Regions from separate parts of the Zea mays genome. Here region 1 is linked to region 2. A link is a contact called in public Hi-C data. All regions are on one chromosome and are shown on one strand. Each heading gives the region's core, a stretch centred on a gene start, on an enhancer-like site or on the middle of the called end of the contact. The rest is flanking DNA. Distances are from core to core; before and after follow the strand shown. Region 1 overlaps LOC103648919 (protein translocase subunit SECA2, chloroplastic). Region 2 has its middle 44 kb from the start of LOC100217036.

The links. A called contact is a pair of places that touch in the nucleus more often than the background predicts.
Region 1: a contact with region 2 is called in a Hi-C map of leaf, with 4 times the contacts expected there. The contact joins two enhancer-like sites. A contact is called at or near these places in 2 of 25 Hi-C or Micro-C datasets (ear and leaf).

The regions. Positions count from the first base shown.
Region 1 is chr2:132,340,141-132,346,761 of Zm-B73-REFERENCE-NAM-5.0, forward strand. LOC103648919 (protein translocase subunit SECA2, chloroplastic) reads right to left here. Exons shown (of 30, transcript XM_020548408.1): 21 at 5,802-5,857; 22 at 5,566-5,683; 23 at 5,384-5,464; 24 at 4,765-4,844; 25 at 4,278-4,332; 26 at 4,122-4,188; 27 at 3,860-4,049; 28 at 3,621-3,744; 29 at 3,363-3,437; 30 at 2,379-3,162. The coding sequence ends at 2,989. Among protein-coding and RNA genes, the nearest start is that of LOC103648919, 31 kb to the right of the region's middle. Within about 2 kb of position 2,726, at least 20 of the 20 cell types and tissues checked have an H3K27ac peak or open chromatin away from gene starts, as enhancers often do. A contact at or near this core is called in leaf, where this site is marked.
Region 2 is chr2:132,194,018-132,200,223 of Zm-B73-REFERENCE-NAM-5.0, forward strand. No RefSeq gene overlaps it. Among protein-coding and RNA genes, the nearest start is that of LOC100217036, 44 kb to the left of the region's middle. Within about 2 kb of position 3,649, at least 3 of the 20 cell types and tissues checked have an H3K27ac peak or open chromatin away from gene starts, as enhancers often do. A contact at or near this core is called in leaf, where this site is marked.

The sequences.
Region 1 (6,621 bases), core at 1,476-3,975, 150 kb after region 2:
AGATGTTTTCATCTCACTCTTGCATTACTCAATGCAGGTACTTGATTCATGTTGGGAATGAGGAAAGTAGCAGCATGTCCACCTTCATTCTCATAATAACGCTGCCCAGGCACAACCATGATTTAATTAGAAACTTCTTGTAATGGATGTTTGTTTTTAACTAGTCATGTACACTAGTTAATTCAGTTTATGTCGTTATGGTTATCTTCCCATTGCTAGCAGATTATTAATGTCTAGTATGTTTTCTTATCATGATATCTGTTTATACTCTGTTGCTTCCACGTTTATGCAAATTTTCAAAGGAGATGTTGTCGAAATTTTATATATGAATGTTAGTTATGTAGTTTAGTAGCATTTCGGGGTGTTTGTGGATCCCGGAGTGTTACATCCGGTCTGAGACGCGGATCGACAGTCTGAGACACGGATCATCCAGGCCACATGGCCGGACCGTCCTCAGGTGCCACATATAGTGCTCAACACAAACTTTATTGGAGAGCACCTAAGCCTGTAGTGCCTCTATTAAGCAGTATTTTGTGTTCAAAAATGACAACGACTGCATTGTGGTACTCGTTCTGCTTATCAAAATATGTCAACTCCTCCACCCTAAAAGAAAATTTAATTACATATTTATATCTCAAATAATTTTCGTATGCAATTATATTTTATAATTAATCTAATGCTACGTGTTCATTGTCATAAATACTAATACTTTTTATATAGTCAAAATCCAATAAATTTGATTTTTGAGAAAGTGAGGATTTTTATTATTTTGAGGCGTAGGTAGTACATCAGGAGACTAGAAAAGAAAGAGAGCTCTGAGTGGAACGGATCCTTAGGTTTTGACCAGATGGCCACGTGGGCTGAGATGTGGTGCGAAAGGGTCTTCGCACAGAAGAGAGATGTGGTGCGAAAGGGTCTTCGTTCAACACAGAAGAGAAGGAAATCATTGCTGCGATCCATTAGTCTACATTTACTTGAGTGCCAGCCGCAGCACTGATGAATAGGGATGTAATAGGATGTGATACGAACGAATATTACTTGTTTTATATTTGTTTTTTGGTTTTCTCGTCAGATTCGTATATAAATATTATCGAGTTGTGTCACATAAGATCCGATGGGTATCTGCTTTGAGTATACGGATACTGATATAGATCAGATACTGGATACTCGTACTCGAATACGGATCAGGTCTCAACCCTCTTAGATGGATCAAATTCGAATACAGATAGATAATATTTGTATCATTTACATCCCTCTCGGGCAAGTCTCGTGTCCCAACTCCCAGGTAGGAATGGATTCTAAACATCCAAATTATATGACAAATTTAATATTTTGGTATAGATATATATATAATTTAGTACTACTTTTTAGACATATGGTTAAGAATATCATGGAAGACAAGGATAAAATTTTGTATTTTTGCATTATTTTCTTCCTACGACGAAAAAGGTGAAAAACATTCGAATCAGAATTCATATACGTATCCAATTTTTATATGAACTATATAAAAAATATATAGAATGAATTTAAAGTTTACCTTTTATCGATCTTAATAATCTCAATGTTAAAACTAATAATATAAATTTGTTTAGCAAATTTTATATTTTATTTGTTTGCAATAGAAGAAATAAGACAAAAAAATTATATCCAAATAGTATGCGGATCCATCCCTACTCCCAGTCACTCACACGGTCTCACCTGTCGGTCTTGGTCCAAGTCAATGTCCTTGACTGATGAACGCCCAAGTCTCGAGTACCTGAGCATCAAGCACGCATTTGGTAGAGTAGATTGGTAGGGGTCCAGGTCAATGTCTGCCTGTGGATGCCAATAATTTGCACTGCCCGATGCACTGTAGTATGGAACCATGGAGCACCGTGTGTCGGTCCGACGACGACGCAGCACCCCCAACCAAAAAAAAAAGCGAAGCATACCAACGCTGGCGATTGCGCGCGCGCGAACGCCGCTGGCCTGCGGGCGACGACACGACACGCTGATACCGGCAGCATGAAAAGGCGGCATACAAAAGTGGAGCCGCCCACGCGAAACAGACGCGTGAAATGCAAGGTGTGTTTTGTCCTGGCTTGGTGTGCGTCAGCGTGTGGGATTGGCGCAGGACACATCAAGCAGGAAATGTCCAGTAAAGCTTGAAACCTGGCCCAGATGCATCGCACTTGCATGTGTTCGTGCACGCAGCACTGTATATCTGAATTATTGCCAACACAATGTTCAGTCCTTTTCCCACGTGTAAGGTGCGTAACCAAAGCAGAAATGCCTTCTAACGCTGCTGCAATGGCCCAGTTGGAGCACCGATCACTGTGTTATCCAAGCAGTGAAACAAATTAAAGGAAAAAAAAACGAACCAGCAGCATCCAGGAGACTTAAGCTTTAATTCACGGGCTTCTACTTTTTGTACAGTATATTGTTGCAACTGCAGCAGTACACACAGGTTAAATCGGTACCATACTCCCTAGAGTTTTTTACTTACAAATTGCCACCATCACACGCCCGAAAAAAAATTAAAAACCAAATATTTGGCAATGTCAAAGCATGACCACTAGGCTGCGTACCTACCTGCACGAAGAGTTCGTCATCCACAAGCAAGAGATTCCGCACTCTCCTGTTCCGTCTGACGAGCGATGAAAGAAAAAGGTACAGAGCGGACTTTTTCATCATCATGACAGGCTAAAGGACCACAGTACACTGTGAACGAGATGCCAACTTTGCGGCAACGCCGTATTGCTGATGTGGGATGGATCAGACTGTCTTGCAGTCCACACCTATCCAGTTACTACCCTCTTGTGCATTGAGATGTACTTAGTTTTATATGTAGGTGCACAGCCACAGCGCGAAATCGACGCAACCGTGGCCATGTCAGCTTGTGATTTTACAGGGTTAACACACGCCGCGCGCGGCTCCTGTTTATACCTGTGCCTCTCTGCTAATTAACCTGCCCACAACTTGCAGCACCAGTCCACGTCAGGTCTTCTGCTATTGATCCTCTGTGTTGAAGATCTCCTCGGACTCCATGGGCGACGACCAGTAGTGCACAAGGGATTCCACGGTGAGACGTCGTGTGGCGCTCAACATTGAGATGAAGAAGCGGCAGCCATCGATCTTGTACTCTTCCAGAGGATTTCTGTGTCCAAAACTCCGAACGTTCACCTAGCAAGAGTTAAAAATCCACTCAACACCACAGTACTTGGAATAAGACATCAGCACTCAGCAGACAATTAAACGCACAGGCAATAACATTCTTTGGTCTACAGTGCTTTCCTTTTTTTATTTAACTTGAAGAACATGTTCTCGGAAAAGAAAAGCAGATGTAAATATTTCGAAAGCAGACATCTCAAGGAACGACTTACAGCAGAACTAAGCTTGTTCATGTTTACCAAATGGTCTTTCCATAATGTATCAAGAGTCTTCAATAGTACTTCCCTCTGCAATTAAACAGAGGTATAAACTTTCATAAATAAATTTACGGAAGATGTTTAAGCAATCAAATATGTTTCATGTAGGGGAACACAGAATGTCCAAAGTCCAGAAAAAAAAACATGGATATTGTTTGGTTAGGGTCTATGACCAGACAAACTTTATGAAAACAATTCAAAAGAGAATCAAACCTCAATTCCACCTATATAAGCATCGTCATAACGGGACTCTTGCACGGCATTCAAGTAGGTAGCTATTAGAAAATCCCCAAAATATTTCCGGAGCAGATTCACAGTGTTTGTATATCTCCCTTTCCTGGATTGATTTATCGAAAAGAAGCAACATACAAACTTTCAAATCAATAGCTATAGTCGTGAATGCTATATCGTGCCATCTATAAAATATATATGTGTATCATGTCACGACATACTTTGACGTATCATCAACACAAATGGAAAACCACCGCGTTATTGAAGATGTTCTTTTTCGAATTCCTCTGAATGAATCGGGCGGCAACGGCATGTTTGGAAGGGCGAAACTATCAGCCTTCACAGGACCCCAACCTTGCATTTGCTCAAGTGCTGATTGGAGGTTTTGCTCTCGGATGTCCTTGAATGATTCTGCAGAGCATCTCAGAAATCAGAATAGCCATTATAGAATAACATGAGCTAAAAATAATTTGTGCATATTACCACTCAGTTTTCCGCCTAGACTAACAAATTCATCCAAAAGCTTTACCAGATTCCATGCCTTGGGTGGCTGAAAGAAATATACGATTTTGACAACTGACATGGCACTGAAATAAATGCTTTCAGAAATGAACATAAGGATCAGGACACAGCAAGTACCTTTTGGGGGTCAACATTTACCAAAACAATTTCATCAGCTACCGCTTGCATGTACCTAATAGAATTCCAATTAAAGGCATGTCAATAAAAATAGCAACATTTTGAACAAAAAAAAAGTAACTACATGTAATGATTTACGTAAAAGCCAAACATTGTTTTGGAAAGGTGTGTTGACAAAGTGATGAAAAACCACTGTTTTTAAGGCGTCGCCTAGGCGACGCCTAGGCGTCCGGGCGGTGGTCTGACGCCTAGGCGCCTTGCCCGCCTACCTCGCCTAGGCGTCGCCTAGGCGCCGCCTAGGCGTCTAGGCGGTGGTCCAACGCCTCGGAGCGCCTTACCGCTTTAAAAACCATGTGAAAAACAATGACTTAAAGTATGATGGATTATTTCTGCGCCACAATTTTGATCCAAAAGAATATGCTTTATAGCTCTACCATTTCATAAGCAACATTCAAAAGCTTCATGCGTGAGGCAATAGTAAACTTACTGGAAAATTTGTTCACTGCAGCTTTCAGAGTCACCAGATAATATCACCTGCCTAAGGTTGTATACATGCTTTCTTTGGACCTACCGAAGGTATGAACAAAAGAATCCACATGAATATTTGTGATGCTATTAGAAACTGAAAGGCACTCATGTACTGTGAATACCTTTTTACTATAATTTCTATTGCCAATGAATCCAAGTCTTCCAAAAATGAGACCAAATTTGGAAAACTAGTACTAATAATTAAACTAAAGAGGGTTAGTGAAGACCCTTAGAGCTGGTTTGGTGGACATGGAAATGGAGGGGATCCATGGGAGAGGGATCCACTTGTTATTCAAAATTGAATAGCAAGGATAACTAGAGTATAAAAGGGATCCCCCATGGATCCCCTCTATTTCCCGGTCCACCAAACTAGCCCTTAGGGGCACCAATTTGCACCCCTACAACAAGATCTGGTGATCATGATCTGAAGAGGAAAAGGATAACTAGAGTATAAAAGGGTATTCACAATAGAAACGATAGTAAAAGGAGATTGCTACCTGAGGTTATTGTTTATGCAAGTGAATAGCAAAAAGTTATACTACAGAATACAAGTACTGCAATTTGGGGCAGTTGCATACCTCCAGGACTTCATCGAACTCAACCAGACTTTTCCTTATTCCAAAATAATATTTCTCCGCGTTGATTTGAAGGCCTAGAAGCTGCATTTTGAAGACTCAATGAACGTCAGCAAGATTATCACTGTGATGCCACCAACCACATGATGCTTGAATATGGCGTTGTAAAAAAATACAAATCCGACCTGTTTCACAACAACATTGCTCTCGATAGCTATGTCTTCATCATTCGTTATCCTTGATATTAGCCTCACGGCCCATTCAGTGTCCAGATTAAATTTCTGGAATATTTCATCTTGTAAGCTGAGTGTAAAAAGTTAGACACTGTCAAATTCATTAAGCATATACTATATTATCAGATCATACCAGAAGTTACAGCAGTTTAGCAGGCTAAAGTGCTTCTTTCGGGGAACAAACATACCTCACCATAAACCGTGTCGACCCAGGATCACCCTGTCTGCCTGCTCTGCCGCGCAGCTGGGAAAAAATAAAGCTTGTCTATTTAATTGTACAGTTATAGTGGTAGCGAACAAGAGCAACAAAATCAAGAAAGCATTTTGTCACGAGCAGGATGACATAGGCTAGAGATGAAACTGTTAGACAGTGTGTGTTATGTATCTGGGCCGTCCCATTAGGGTTAGGGTTCTTTTTTTCTCGAACGCGCAGGAGGACTGCACGTCATTATATTAAGAGAGGAAAAAAGGTCCAAGAGGACCAAAGTACAATGCCCATAGGGCAAACCGAACACTTGACCACAATCTAGACCCTACTCATAATAGCAGGAAGACCAAAACTTGCTAGCTGCTTAGCCCCAGCCCTAACCCAGCAACTTAACTCTTCCAGAAACAAATTTTTTACAGAGCTTAGGGAAGGGTTCACACCATCAAAAACAGCTCTGTTTCTAGTCAGCCATAAGCACCATGACCCCAAAATAATGAGACTGTTGAAGCCTTTCTTTCTGCTTTTGTGCACCTTCTTAATCACCTTCCTCCACCAATCAGCAAAGGAGATTTCATCAACAGCAGGAGTAAGAGCCCCTAGACTCAAGGGAAAAAGGATAACATGCCAAAACTGCCTGGCAAAACTGCAAGTACACAGAAGATGTTGCACTGTTTCCTGCTCTTGGTCACATAGAACACAAACAACCGGGTGTTGCAACCCTCTCCTTCTTAGTCTATCAGCAGTCCAACACTTATTCCTTATCGCCAACCAGAGGAAGAACTTGCATTTTGGGGGAGCCC
Region 2 (6,206 bases), core at 2,399-4,898:
ATTTCTAGGGCATGTCTTATCAGCTAAAGGAATTGTGGTTGACCTCAGCAAAGTCAAGGATATTCTGGGATGGAAATCTCCTACTACAGTCCATCAAGTTAGAAGTTTTCTTGGACTAGCTGGCTAATACCGTAGGTTTATTTCAGATTTCTCCAAGATAGTAAAGCCTATTATGGAGCTACTAAAGAACAAGGTTAAGTTTAATTGGTCTCCCAAATGTGACGAAGCTTTTGAGCAGCTGAAAAAGATATTAACCACTGCACCAGTATTGGCTCAATGAGACATTGATAAGTCGTTTGACGTATATTGTGATGCGTCAGACATTGGCATTGGATGTGTCCTAATGAAAGAAGACCAAGTTATAGCTTATGCCTCAAGACAACTACGACGACATGAGGAGCATTACCTGACCCGTGATTTGGAGTTGGCAGCAGTAGTTCATGCCCTTAAAATCTGGCGTCACTATCTGCTGGCTAATATATGCCATATTTACACTGATCATAAGAGCCTGAAATATATTTTTACCCAATCAGTATTGAATATGAGGCAAAGAAGATGGCTCAAGCTAATAAAGGATTATGATTTGGAGATTCACTATCACCCTAGAAAGGTAACGTAGTGGCCGATGCTTTAAGTTGTAAGGCATCTTGTCATTGTCTTACTGCAAAGTTGATTGACACTACCTTATGCCAAGAAATGGAAAGACCAAATTTGGGGATACTTCAACAAGCAACCTTGACACATCTTAAGCTTGAGTTTGTTCTTCAATAGAAATTGTTGATGCTCAAACGACTTATAAGGGCATGAAGCATATTCAAGAGAAAATGGAAGCTGACAAAGCTACCTGTTTTAGGAAAGATGATCAAGGAATATTATGGTTTAAAGACTGCATAGTGGTGCCTAAGGATGTTGAGCTCCACCAATAGATCTTGGATGAAGCTCATCTCACTTGGTATTCTATCCACCCAGGGAGTACTAAGATGTACGAAGATCTGAAGCCACATTATTGGTGGACTAATATGAAGATAGAAATTGCTCGCTATGTAGCAAAGTGTGATTCTTGTCAGTGAGTAAAAGCTATGCACATGAAGGTGTAAGGTCCCATATAGTCATTGCTCGTCCAACCTAGAAGTGGGATGACATTACTATGGACTTTATTGTCGGACTACCCAAGACATCCAAAGGGTATGACTCTATATGGGTTATAGTGGATTGTCTTACCAAGACATCTCATTTTCTTCTAGTTAAAACCAAGTATCCAGTGGTTGTATATGCTCAAGTGTATATTGCACGTATCCTGGACATGCATGGGGTGCCAAGAACGATTGTGTCGCACTGAGGACCGCAATTTATATCCAAGTTTTGGGAATAATTGCACAAGTATTTGGGTACTAAGTTGCTCCATAGTTTGGCCTATCATCCTAGACAAGTGGGCAAACAGAGAGAGTAAATCAAATAATGGAAGATATGTTGAGAGCTTGTGTTTAGAAATCTACACATAAGTGGGATGACTATTTACCTCTTGCAAAATTTTCCTACAATAACAGTTATCAAGAGAGTATCAAAATGGTGCCATTCGAGACTCTATATGGTCGACGATGTAGAATACCTTTAAACTAGTCAAAGCTAGGAGAGCGATGGTTCTTCAGACCTGATTTGGTAAAGGAAATAGAAGAAAAGGTTCAACATAGTCGACACAATTTAAGAGAAGCTCAAGCACGACAAAAGAATTACGTGGATAAGCGACGCCGACCATTGAAAGTATCGCCAACGAAGGGAGTTAACCATTTTGGAGTCAAAGGAAAGTTAGCACCTCAATACATTGGTATGTTCCCTATTCTTGAACGATGTGGGCATGTTGTGTATAAACTTCAGCTACTAGAATCTTTGTCTATGGTACACAGTGTGTTCCACGTATCACAGCAAAGAAGTGCCTCCGAGTACCCGATCAAACCATGGATGTATCAGAAGTTAACTTGGGACCAGACCTAACTTATTCGGAATATCCAGTACGAGTTTTGGACCAAAAGGATCGAGTCACTAGAATAAGGACACTCAAGTTTTATAAAGTACAATGGAATCAACATACCGAAGAAGAGGCCACTTGGGAATTCGAAGATTATTTAGAAAAGCATTTTCCTGAGTTTCTAGCTTCTTGTAAACCCTAAAGTTTTGTACATTTTATTGTAAAGTCAGTCAGACACACATATTCACCCCCTACCTTGTAAGAGAAGATATGAAATAAAGTTGTGACACATTTCCTTTTCCATTACTTACCTAGGAGGTTTAAATCTCAGGACAAGATTCTTTTGTGGGGGAGAGGATGTAACACCCATGCTGTTACGAGAACTAAAACATTGGCATGACATCATGTGCACTTGCATTTCATTGTTTGTGATACACTTAGAATGCATCCACTAGGCTAAAATTTCAAAACAACATGTGATGTGATACTTGTTTGGGTATAGGGTATACTTTGTAGGGTTGTTTGAACCAAGTGAGGAATGAGTCACCACATGAGTTAGTAGTCAATTGACCATATGGTCAAAGTGGGGAGGGTGCTTTTGCTAATTAGGGATTATACCCTAAGGGGTGAGGTATAGAAGAGGTGAAGCCCCTAAAGGCAATTGAGAGCTCCAAAACACTTAGGGTGCGTTTGGTTGCAATGACAGGACGGGATAGGATGGGACGATCCTTCAAATTAGGCTGTTTGGTTCTGGATCAAAGATTGGGACAGGACTATCCCAGTGTTGTCCCCTGTTGTCCCTCAAAATTGGAGGGACGAGAGGGGACACCAGGGGACGTCCCTGTCCTAGCTGACCCGCAACCAAACGCACCCATTAGAGCCAAAGTGAAAATCATGATCTAGCCACTTTTTGCCAAAAGTATATATATCAAAGTGGTAGCGTAACAAAAACTAAGCAACTTTTATATTTGAAGATATTCAAGTTTTGTGGAGCAATTTGGGGTAAAGTGCAAAAGTTCACAAGTGCTCAAGAATTTGGAATTCTAAAAAACAGTGATATTGAGCCAACTTTGGACACTTGTAGTTTTAAATCCATGAGGGTTTTGCTATAACTCACCATGACAAAGTTGTAGAGCTTCTATAGTAGTATCAATTTGATTAAGTGACCTAGCCCAAAAATTACATGGAACTTGGAGTAAAACACCCTTGAAGTATGGCTGTCAGTTAAGGGGGTACTTTGAACCTAGACTGACAGTGACATCGGTCCAACTTTGGAGCTAAATTATGGATAATCTAGTGAGGTTAAGGTTAGGGTCACTGTGACAAAGTTGAAGGTCATATATAGGAGAACAACTTTGCTAAAGTCGAGTTGGTATGTTACTACTTGGAAATGGGAGTAATATGCCCTCAAACTTTCTATATCAGGCAGTTTTGAAAAGGAGTTTCGATTGGAACAGTAACTGACAAAGATCCACGGTTCGCTGAACCTTGCCGCCAGTGGTCGTGCGCCATGATCCGAGCTCGTCGCAGAGATTCGCGCCAAGTTTGGAGTACATGCCAAGGTAAAAGATCTTTAGGGGGAGGAACATAGGAGCTTGGCCGGCTTCTCCACGACATCCAATTGCCCTGCGGCCCGCCGTGTTATCAACGCCGGGGGTCACCGCCCATCTCTGCCATGCCACGTAATAGTGTGCTTCACCACGTCGCTGTAAGTCATGGCAAGCAACCAATTACCGCCTTGAGCCATTACTTCCTCGCGTGCCACGGTGAACGGGCTCGGTGACAATATCTCACCGCCGCCGTGGGTACTCTCATCCCAAATTCATGAAGCACGCAATTAGTCCCTTTAAATTGAGTGTTCCCCTCACTCCGCCTCTCTGTTACGTGCCCAACCCACCCTCAGCTAGCCCCTCTCTTCCACTATAGCTTGAGTTCATCGGATTTTCCTGAAAGCGGTCACCAGCGTCGTAGGGGAGCTTCACCGTGGCCAGCGCTTCTCCGGATAGTTTATGCTCTTCTTATTCTTGTTCTGGTATCTCTCTGACCTCTAGTTTCTCACGGTGTCGGCCAATCAAAATCTACTGTAGTGAAACTCTGAGAACATCGTCTCACAATCACTAGACACCGTCGCAGGCCGCCCTCCACGTCGACCCACTGCTCCATCCATTCGCCCACCTTCCCGACCGTCGTTTTGGAGTTCTGGTGACTCACTGATTCTCGCCGTACCTTCAATTTAAACTCTACCATCCTACACTGCTAGGAACAGCTCCACCATCTTCATGGGTAGGGAGTATCCCGAGGTGGTTTTGCCAGATATATATCGTGTGGGTTAAAGTTGCCTAGGTTCGGAAATGGTCGACATGTAATGTTGGGGATCTTCTTTCCCACCGAAGGTCCTCAAGACAGAAACACCTTTGACAAAATAATACAGAGGCCCACCGAAGCTATCATCACCTTCGTTTCAGCTTCTTAAGACGAAGACCTTGCGTAGAAGTAACTATGCAGAATGCCGAAGGTATCATCAGCTTCGATTCAGCTCAAGCAGAAGAAGAAAAGACCAGATAGACCTTAATAATCCAGGTCGTCTGTAGATAAATGTTAAGGGTCATGAATGTAATTTTACCCAGGCTGTGTCTCGTGCCTATAAATAGATGAACAATAAACACCGTAATGTTCACGCGGAGTTGTAATCACTCTCTCGCTTCTTCACCTTCGAGCAAGCCGAAGGTATCAATATAATACTGATACTGTCAATATTCATACATGTTTTATGAAATGCAAATATGTATGAATTAATGAAATGCAGCTAATGTCTTCATCCTTTTACATTTTCATTCACATATTAAATGATGAAGGTGAGTCCTTCTTGACCTTCGTCTGATGAGCGTTATTCCCATGTGGAGATAATGCTTCGGAGGACGAAGGTCCATAATAATTAACAATTGTGTTGCTTTGTTCTTGATATACAACATTTGAGAACAAGTGACCAACATTGGCGCCCACCTCCAGTGAACTCACTTTCACGACTGCGACGATGGCTTCACAAGGCAACCAAGCTGTGGTACCTTTGGCTACAAAGCTGGTGCTTCCAATCACAGGTGGTTCAAGTTCTCAACTAGCCAATAAGAAGCAGAAGATGGAAGCACAGAAAAGGGTACAACATGTTGGAGTGCAAGGACCCTTCATCAAGTCCAAGTGGTCTCATATACCAATAACCTTCTCCTAGGAAGACCTTCAGCTCAAGGATTATCCTCACAATGATGCAATGGTTATATCTTGTGTCATCAAGGGGTTGCTGGTTCATAATGTCCTTGTAGACACAGGCAGTGCAACAAATATTATCTTTGAAAAGCTTTTAGGCAGATGCAGGAGCAGGACGACAAGATACATGATGCAACGCACCCCCTCTATGGCTTCGAAGGAAGGCAGATTGTGGCACTTGGCAAGATAACTATGTCGATCACCTTCGGCTACGTTCACAACACAAGGACAGAGCAGGTTGTCTTTGACATTGTTGATATGGAGTATCCCTACAATGCAATCATTGGGCGAGGAACATTAAATGCCTTCGAAGCAATACTTCATCCAGCGTATCTGTGCATGAAAATACCATCAAACCAAGGCCCCATAGCTGTGCATGGGAGTCAAGAGGCTGCTAGAAGGGCCGAAGGGAATTGGATAGATTCAAAGGCTATCCATAACATAGATGAAGCTGAAGTTCATCAGCAGTGCAAACACAAAAGAGATAAGGCTGCCTCAGCAGACCAGCCGAAGCCCATGCTTCTATGCGAGGACATAGCCAAGCAGAAGGTGTTGCTGGGATCACAACTGTCTGATGAACAAGAAAAAAACCTTGTTGAAGTTTTTGTTCAACAACAAGGATGTCTTTGCCTGGTCAGCCAATGATCTCTGTGGTGTCAACAGAGACGTCATCGAGCATGCACTTAATGTAGATCCAGTTATCAGGCCAAGAAGGCAGAAGCTTCGCAAGATGTCCGATGACAAAGCAGAAGGTGCACGAAACGAAGTCAAAAGGCTTCTGAGTGCCGGAGTGATCAGAGAGGTAACATATCCAGAGTGGCTGGCTAATACTGTAATGGTGAAGAAGGCTAATGGAAAGTGGAGAATGTGCATTGATTTCACAGATCTTAATAAAGCGTGTCCGAAGGATGAGTTTCCTTTACCTAGAATAGACTCTCTTGTGGATGGAGCAACTACTTCGAAGCTAATGAGCCTATTG